Linked DNA regions of Ovis aries: region 1 is linked to region 2. The links are chromatin contacts, called in public Hi-C maps. All regions are on one chromosome and are shown on one strand. The core of a region is the stretch at or near the end of the contact, and the rest is flanking DNA. Distances in the headings are between cores, read along the strand shown. Region 1 has its middle 47 kb from the start of GTF3A. Region 2 holds the start of URAD (ureidoimidazoline (2-oxo-4-hydroxy-4-carboxy-5-) decarboxylase).

Region 1 (4,302 bases), core at 1,355-3,854, 480 kb after region 2:
TGTTCACATGGAAAAGCACTGGAAATAGACCTTGGAGGGCCCAAGAAGACTCAGTCCAGTACTGAATTTTAAGTCCTGATACTTTCGAGATGGAACAAACAAATGTGTAAGGAAGCTGCTTGCAAATCTCATAGAGCTATCCCATGCGAGAACAGCAGGGCAGATACACAAACAGTATCCTACTGGACCAGGACATGTTACATCCCCACAGTGAGTCCACGCAGAAGAGAGCCCGGAGGAGTCCCAGGGATGCAGTGGGGATGGTCGAGGGCGGGGGTGGATGTGCAGCAGGGATAATGCAACAGGAAAGGGACCTGGACCAGAACTCTGGGCTTCCAGCTGCCATCGTTCATTATCGGTTCCAACCGAACTCTGCGGTGAGGTTCTGACAAGCATTCCGTACAGTTTCCTGCCTGGAAGGACCCTTAATGCTGGAAATAACACACCACTACCCATACCACCTCCTCACCACTCGGTGCTCTTTTAGCCAGTAGAGAGACAAATAAATGCTGGTTTTTATACTGAGAATGTACTTCATATGGGGGGCTTTCCAGATGATTCAGTGGTAAAGAATCCACCTGCCGGTGTGGGAGACATGAGTTTGATCCCTCAGTCAGAAAGATTGCCTGGAGAAGGAAATGGTAACCCACTCCAGCAATCTTGCCTGGGAAATCCCGTGGACAGAGGAGCCTGGCTGGCTACAGTCCATGGGGTCGCACAGAGTCGGACACCACCTAGTGACTGAACAACAACAACTTCGTGTGGGACGCTGTTCTGAGTACTTTCTGTCATTAGCTCACAGCATCCTCCCACCAGGACTTCAGCCCCACGTTACAGGGGAGCAAGCTGAGCCGCAGAGAGGTTAAACCACTTTCAAGGGAACCAGGCTACAAACCCTGCCATCTTGCTGCATAGGCTGCCTCAGGAACCACCAGGCCAAACCAAGCTCAGAAAGAGGGGGTCTGGTCAAAGAATTAATCTCAAAAATATACAAGCAGTTCATTCAGCTCAATACCAGAAAAATAAATGACTCAGTCAAAAAATGGGCCAAAGAACTAAACAGACATTTCTCCAAAAAAGACATACATGTGGCCAACAAACATATGAAAAGATGCTCAAGATCACTCATTATCAGAGAAATGCAAATCAAAACCACAATGAGGTACCATCTCACGCCGGTCAGAAGGGCTGCCATCAAAAAGTCTACAAACAATAAATGCAGGAGAGGGTGTGGAGAAAAGGGAACCCTCTTACACTGTTGGTGAGAATGCAAACTAGTACAGCCACTATGGAGAACAGTGTGGAGATTCCGTAACTGGAAATAGAACTGCCATACGACCCAGCAATCCTACCACTGGGCATACACGCTGAGGAAACCAGAACTGAAAGAGACACGTGTACCCCAGTGTTCATCGCAGCACTGTTTACAATAGCTAGGACATGGAAGCCACCTAGATGTCCACTGGCAGATGAATGGATAACAAAGCTGTGGTACATATACACAATGGAATATTACTGGGCCATTAAAAAGAAAGCATTTGAATCAGTTCTAATGAGGTGGATGAAACTGGAGCCTATTATACAGAGTGAAGTAAGTCAGGAAGAGAGACACCAATAGAGTGCATTAATGCATATACATGAGTTTAGAAAAATGGTAACGACAACCCTAGATGCGAGACAGCAAAAGAGACACACATATAAAGAACAGACTTTTGGACTCTGTGGGAGAAGATGAGGGTGGGATGTTTTGAGAGAAAACACTGAAGCATGTGTATTTCCGTACGTAAAATAGATGACCAGTGCAAGTTCGATGCATGAAACAGGGCACTCAAAGCCGATACTCCGGGACAACCCTGAGGGATGGGATGGGGAGGGAGGCGGGAGGGGGGTTCAGGATGGGGGACACATGTACATCCACGGCTGAGTCACCTCAGTTCAGTTGCTCAGTCGTGTCCGGCTCTTTGAGACCCCATAGACTGCAACACGCCAGGCCTCCCTGTCCGTCACCAACTCCTGGAGTTTACTCAGACTCATGTCCATTTGAGTTGGTGATGCCATCCAACCATCTCATCCTCTGTCGTCCCCTTCTCCTTCCACCTTCAATCTTTCCCAGCATCAGAGTCTTCTCAAATGAGTCAGTTCTTTGCATCAGACAGCCAAAGTATTGGAGTTTCAGCTTCAGCGTCAGTCCTTCCAATGAATATGCAGGACTGATTTCCTTTTGGATGGACTGGTTGGATCTCCTTGCAGTCCAAGGCACTCTTAAGAGTCTTCTCCAACACCGCAGTTCAAAAGCATCAATTCATGTCAATGTATGGCAAAACCCACAATATTTTAAAGTAATTAGCCTCCAATTAAAATTATTTAACTTTTTTTTTTTTTTTAAGAGCGTGTCTGGTGGAGCCAGAGCTGGGAGGCTGCCCCTTGGAGGATATTCCAGGGTTCTTCTGTATGAATGTTTTATTTCTTGTGCACTATTTTGGATTGTGGAGCCCAGGCCACTGCCGTCTGCTCCGGGGAAGCTGGGCGGCGTCTGCCCGGGTGCCTGTGGCCCCCTCCGGCCGGAAGCTTGCCGGGCTTGTCCGGGGCGGCTGTCTGCCTGCTGACCAAGCCGTGCAAACAAGGGCAGCAGCTGCTCAGTGTGGACGCAAGCACAAGCACAGTTTGCAGAGTAAACGGACTCTAATTTGGACAAACAGGGCCGTGGCCGGGGGCCTGCGCGGCAGAGCGTCGAGGGTTGTTGGCATGGTGTTCCCACGGGCTGAGTGGGAACGGGCCCCCCCCCCCCACCTTCCCCAAGCTCCCCAGGGGAAGGAGACTGAATGGCTAGGACTGAAAAAGAAATTTACCTGGAAGGTGGACACCTTTCTAATTCACTGAGGATGCTGCCAAGCGAAGGGAAGGCTACGTGAAAGGGTGCGGGGTCTGATCAGGTTAAAATGTTTAAATGTTCCCACCAGCTTAGCAACCCAGCAGGTTAGCCCAGGCCCAATCTCAGAAAAGCAAGCTGGTGAAAGGACATAACACAGTAATTCCCACCCTGAATAAAAGTTGATCAAAGAGCCAGGGAGATTGCATCTCAAATGTTACTGCGTGTGCGCACCCCCTGGGTACAGGTAAGCTGATCTACCTGCCTCCCGGTGTCTGGGCAAACGGGAGGCATCATCTAGCTTCACTGGATCTTCCCTCTCTCCACTTATACTCCGAGGGCTGCTTAGAGACAGACCGAGACGGTAAAAGGCAGAGCACAGTGCCTGGCACATTGAGGATGTTAGATGGCAGATGTGCTGTTAACTTCAAAATTTTCACGGGACAAACACGCAGTGTGGTAGGACCCCACCACCCCTGGTGAAAGCATTGCTGCTAACACAGCTACACCTTCTCCAGAGACCTGGCCTCCTGAGGACACCACTTGCCCTGAAATTGCCTGGAAGTTTACTCCTGCTGACTTCGAGGTCATTGTTCAGTAGTTCAGTCGTGTCCGACTCTTTGTGACCCCATGGACTGTGGCCCACCAGACTCCTCTGTCTGTGGGGTTTCTCCAGGTAAGAACAGTGGAGTGGGGTGCCATTTCTTCCTCCAGGGGATCTGCCTGACCCAGGGATCGAACTCGAGTCCTGGGCATTGCAGACAGAGTCTGCCTGCTGACTTGCCTGCTGACTTGCCTGCTGACTTGCCTAGGTACAAAAATCCTGGCCCCCTTGTTGCATGTGGAACAGCTTCGCTGTTCTGTTCACATTGCAGACCTCGCCCAGGATCAGGCTGAGGCTACATTACATTTCTGTTCAGCGTCCCCCCTGCCTGACCCCCCTCACTCCCTGTGGATCGTCTTCCCCTGAGCACACGCCCTTCCTCAGCCTTTGCATGTCTCAGACCTCGGCCTCTGTCGCTGCCAGGCTCCAGCAACCTAGCAGGGAGAATGTGGTCCCTGCGCTGAGATGGTCTGTGGAGGGACAGTGACTGGCAAGGGGACAATTAATTACAGTAAGAGATTCCACAGCCATAACGCTGGGACGGCGTGCGAGCTCACAGGATGGGTCCCTGATGCAGGAAAATATTCTCGGGGGACAGAGGCACCTGACCCCGAAGGAATCAGCCGAGTACTGGGGCAGAGAGAAGGTCACCTTCAAGGCTCAGCGAGGGCATGATGAGTCTAAGGATACGCAGGGGGCCCTCTAGAGGACAGTGACCGAGGGGCTCCAGAGTAACCCCCGCTGCCTTCTTCCCATGGGCCACAGGAGTTGGGCAGAATTGCCGTGGCAACACAACCTGCATCACCTAAGGCTGCCCTTGGGACTCTGC
Region 2 (4,487 bases), core at 686-3,185:
GGATTCTTTACCACTGCACCACCTGGGAAGTCGGTTGCTTCACTGTCCAGGACTGTTTAATACCTTAACCTTAAGGCTTCCTATGTTAGTGGGCTGTTTGGAGTTCCATTGTTATACAACAGATAACACCAAATAAAAGGTTAGGCTCCTGGTCTCTGCCCCAAATGCAAGGCCCATCCCACTGTGCATATCAGCATTTCCATGAGCTAAGAAGTTTCCACTTGCAAATTCAGATGTCTATCTCTCCCACTGCTTCAGAGGAGCTGAGAGCCGCCAGGCTCCAGGCCCAGGCTGCTAGTGCCTGGGGCTTGGTGGGGAGGAAGGACCCTTTGTGTGCAGAATAACAGGCGGAGGAAGGTAAGGGTCATGCATAGGGAGGGGAACCCTTTCTCCTTTGCCTTCTGCTCCGTCTTCAGTTCCCCACTCCTCTGCTCACTCTGGGGACTGGGAAGGAGATAAGACTTTCGACGGTTGCAAGGGACTGGGGGGGCGGTTGCTGGACAGACCTTACCCTCCCTTCCCGACAGTCAGCTTTGAGGGCGCCGGGGGGAGATCACACTGGCTGTCAGGCTGTCTGCAGGGAACCTGCGGGGACAGGAAAGGGCTGTGTTGGCTCTGGTGGCAGAAGGGACGGCAGAGGAAGTTCTGTGGCTGGTCCTCTGCAGACTTTGTGCAGTCAACATTGTATCAGCCGACACCTCTGTAGTGCGATGTTAACAGGAACACTGCTAAGTTAACTTGCTTTATCTTTGCAAAAATCCCATCAGGCAAATACTTGTATTATGTCTACTTTACAGACGAAGAAACTGAAGTTCAGAAAAGTTTAATAACTTGATGAATGCCAACCAGTAGGGGGCAGAGCCTGGATCCAAGCTCTCCTGGGACCAGGCCCTCCACACTGGGCTGCCTGCCTAAAACTTCACACATGATACAGGATCCAGTGTGTGTTCACATATCTATGCAACGTATATGATAGGCAATACATATCATATATATCGGCTTCCCTGGTGGTTCAGTGGTAAAGAACCCGCCTGCCAATGCAGGAGACATGGGTTCGATCCCTGGGTCAGGAGGATCCTGGAGAAGGAGTTGGCAACCCACTCGAGCAAGGGAAATGTCATAAAACAGAGGAGCCTGTCAGGCTACAGTCTATGAGGTTGCAAAGAGTTGAACACAACTTAGCCATCCCACCACACACACACACACACACACACACACATGCATATGATTGTTGTTTAGTCACTAAGTCACCTCTGACCCTTTGCGACCCCGTGGACCGTAGCCTGTCAGGCTCCTCTGTCCGTGGGATTCTCCAGGCAAGAATACTGGAGTGGGTTGCCATTTCCATATCCAGGGAAGCTTCCCAACCCAGGGATCGAACCTGTGTCTCTTACATTGCAGGCAATCTCCTGTATCATTGTGGGTTGATTCTTTACCAACTGAGCTACCAGGGAAGCTCTGTGTGTGTGTGTGTGTGTGTGTGTGTTGCTATACATATTTATCTTCCTCCGTATTTGAAGACATGGCCTGTAATGATGGTACTTCTGGCACCAGACTTACCCTCTTTGAAAAGCAAAGTTCCTTGACTTCTTTGCTGTCAGTTCTTCAGTCATGAAACAAATACAGTAAGCGGGCAGGCTAAAATGTTAATGGCACCAGAAGGCTAACTGGCTTGAATGCTGAGGCTGAATATGGCCTCTGCCGGCTTGGATGGTGGGAAGAGTTTCGCTGGACATGTTTCCCCCTCTGCAAGATCTCTGCTCGCTGGATTAGACCTTAAGCCTGTGTTTGTTGATTGCACAAGAACTCTGGATCTCTGCTTTTCCCAGAGGCATTTAAAACATGCCAAGCTGGTGTTGCAAAAAAAAAAAAAAAAAAAAAAACCAAGCCTGTGCATTCAGCAAATATAATTCGACGAGCAGAGACGTGTCAGTCACTCACCCAGAGGAGAGCCCAGTCCTGCCACCGCCGCTGGAGCACACGCCATGGACATTGAGAAGGTCAACTCCATGGGCTTCGGAGAATTTGTGGATGTGTTCGGAAACGTCATCGAGAGATGTCCTCTGATCGCAGCCGCAGTTTGGTCCAAGCGCCCGTTCTCTGGCTTGGGAGATTTAGAGAAGCACTTTTTTGCCTTTATTGATGGTCTTCCATTGTCAGGTAAGGCTTTGGGGTTGGACACTGAGAGTCTCCACGGAGGGATTTCAGGTGTGCTTATCAAAAAGATAGGGGAGGGAATTCCCTGGTGGTCCAGTGGTTAAGACTCAGGTTTCACTGCGAAGGGCCTGGGTTTGAACCCTGATTGGGGAGCTAAGATCCCACAAGCCATCAGTTCAGTTCAGTTCAGTTCAGTCACTCAGTCATGTCTGACTCTTTGCGATCCCATGGACTACAGCACACCCCCTTCGCTGTCCATCACCAACTCCTGGAGCTTACTCAAACTCGTCCCACAAGCCATAGTGTGGCCAAAAAACATTTCTTTTAAAATGGGGGGAGGGGAGGTCTTGTGGCTGTTTTGGATTTTTAAACACAATTTTTAAAGGTTACTTTCCATTTAGTTATTACAAAATATTGGCTGTAGTCTCAGTCTTGTATGATATATTCCCGAGCGGATCTTAGACCCAATTGTCTCAGCCTCCCCTCCCCCATCCATCATGCCCCTCCCGCCTCCCCTCCCCTCCCCACTGGTAACCTCTAGTTTTCTCATCTGTGAGCCTACTTCTTTTTTGTTATCAAACTGTTTTGAGATGTTTGAGCCTAGTCGCTTATCCCGGGTATACACATTTACTTGTTTTTGCTGTAAGGCTTGGTGAGTTTCTTCAGACTTTTGCAAAAGAGAGTCAAACCCTTGCAGTGTTAAGTGGACAGTAGAGTGAAAGAAGGTTCATTGGCTCAGGTAAACTGGCTGTTAAATATTAAAGCTCTGGGGTTACCAGGAAAGAGGAGGCAGCCACCTCCTCTGGCCTCAAAGCTGCTCAGGGACCAAAGGTCAGGCTAGTGTCCCCCTGCCCCGCCCCACCTCAGCCCTGCATTGGCTTTGGGAATGTCCCTTATGCAAGAGAGGAGACCGCTCCGTATCAGACTATCTGAGGAGCCTGGGGGGGAAGAGAGAATGGCTGACGTTTTACCAGAAAGGGCCGGTTTGGACTAGGCGGCTGAGGAAAGTAAAGTCCCTCAGGTCAGCAGCTCCCTGTGGGTGTGAGGTAGAGGGGGAACGACAAAAGTCTGAAGAAATCCCTCTGGAGAAAGGGGTAGAAAATGCCGATTTCCTCTGGGTGGAGAGAGAAAAGGAGGCCCTTGGGGGTGTAAGATGGGGAGAAGAGGGAAGTTTGGGGGCGAGTCAGGAGGACACACAGCCTCCCAGGGGTTCACAGGCCAAAGGTCAGCGGCCAAGGCTGTCTCCCAGGCTGTCCTCAGGGTCCCTGGAGAAGCCTGGACTGGCTGAGGGGACCTCGAGGGGACAGGCTATCTTCACAGAGGGGCTTCCACAGGGAGCTGGGCTGTGGGCACGGCGCTCTTCTGCACAACAGTCCTGGCCTGTGAGCCCAGGGCTCCGACACCCAGCCCGGCAAGGTTTCCAGAGGTCAAAGGGAGCCTCCCAAACAAGGGGCTCCTTTATTTCATTTTAGGTACATTCAGGAAGAGGGGAGGATGAGGGATTAAGCCAAGCTGACAGGAATGTGGAGGCCCTGACTTCCCAGCGGTCCAGTGGTGAAGACTCTGAGCTCCCAGTGCAGGGGGACCCCAGGTTTGATCCCTGATCGGGGAACTAGATCCCACACCTGCTGCAAGTAGGAATGTAGGGGCCCTGTTGACCCTCACCCACTGCCTGCCCAAAGCTGAACCCGCAGCCCCCACACACCCCGCTGCAGCCCAGCTGGCTGCAAACGTGAGGCTGCAAACTGTATCTGGGCCAGTGTCAGACTCCCATCCCACCCCGTGGGATCATATTTCAGAACACTGGAATATGATCAAGATTTGCCACGGGAATGAATGAAATCGTTCCTAAGGGGATGTTGGAAGATGGTGGAGCCCAGCATTACCCTTCCCCACACACTTTAACTGGGGTGACTTTCGAAGCAGGTCAGTGGGACAAAACCACTGGAGGGAGTTGGAGCCACCTGGGCGTTTGCTTGCTTCTGCACTCCAGGCAGTTCTTTGAGGGACCTCCCTGCTGGTAGAGCTTGCTTCTCAGCCCTGTGCTGGTGGCCACACTTGCCTGGGGCAGCTGGGAGTGCAGCCCTCTCTAATCACCTTCCTCCTATCTAATCATCTTCATAGCATTAAGCAAGCAGAGTTAGTGGTGGAAATAATGATGATAGCCCCTAAAATGCATTTTCCCCTTACTATTGCTATCTTTCAAGCACCTTTCCCAACATTTGGCATTTACTAACTCCCTTAATCCTCATAATAATCCTATAAAATAAGGATTATCATTAGTATCCCCATTTTACAGATAAGAAAACTGAGACAAACCCTGATAACCC

Evidence for each region. Hi-C and Micro-C count contacts between places; a contact is called where the count stands out from the background.
Region 1: a contact with region 2 is called in a Hi-C map of liver, with 7 times the contacts expected there. The contact joins the enhancer-like site here to the promoter of URAD in region 2. A contact is called at or near these places in 5 of 16 Hi-C or Micro-C datasets (hypothalamus, liver, muscle and 2 more).

The regions. Positions count from the first base shown.
Region 1 is chr10:32,821,662-32,825,963 of ARS-UI_Ramb_v3.0, forward strand. No RefSeq gene overlaps it. Among named protein-coding and RNA genes, the nearest start is that of GTF3A, 47 kb to the left of the region's middle. Within about 2 kb of position 2,605, at least 2 of the 54 cell types and tissues checked have an H3K27ac peak or open chromatin away from gene starts, as enhancers often do. A contact at or near this core is called in liver, where this site is marked.
Region 2 is chr10:32,345,363-32,349,849 of ARS-UI_Ramb_v3.0, forward strand. URAD (ureidoimidazoline (2-oxo-4-hydroxy-4-carboxy-5-) decarboxylase) reads left to right here and starts at 1,936. Exons shown (of 2, transcript XM_015098158.4): 1 at 1,936-2,160. The coding sequence starts at 1,986.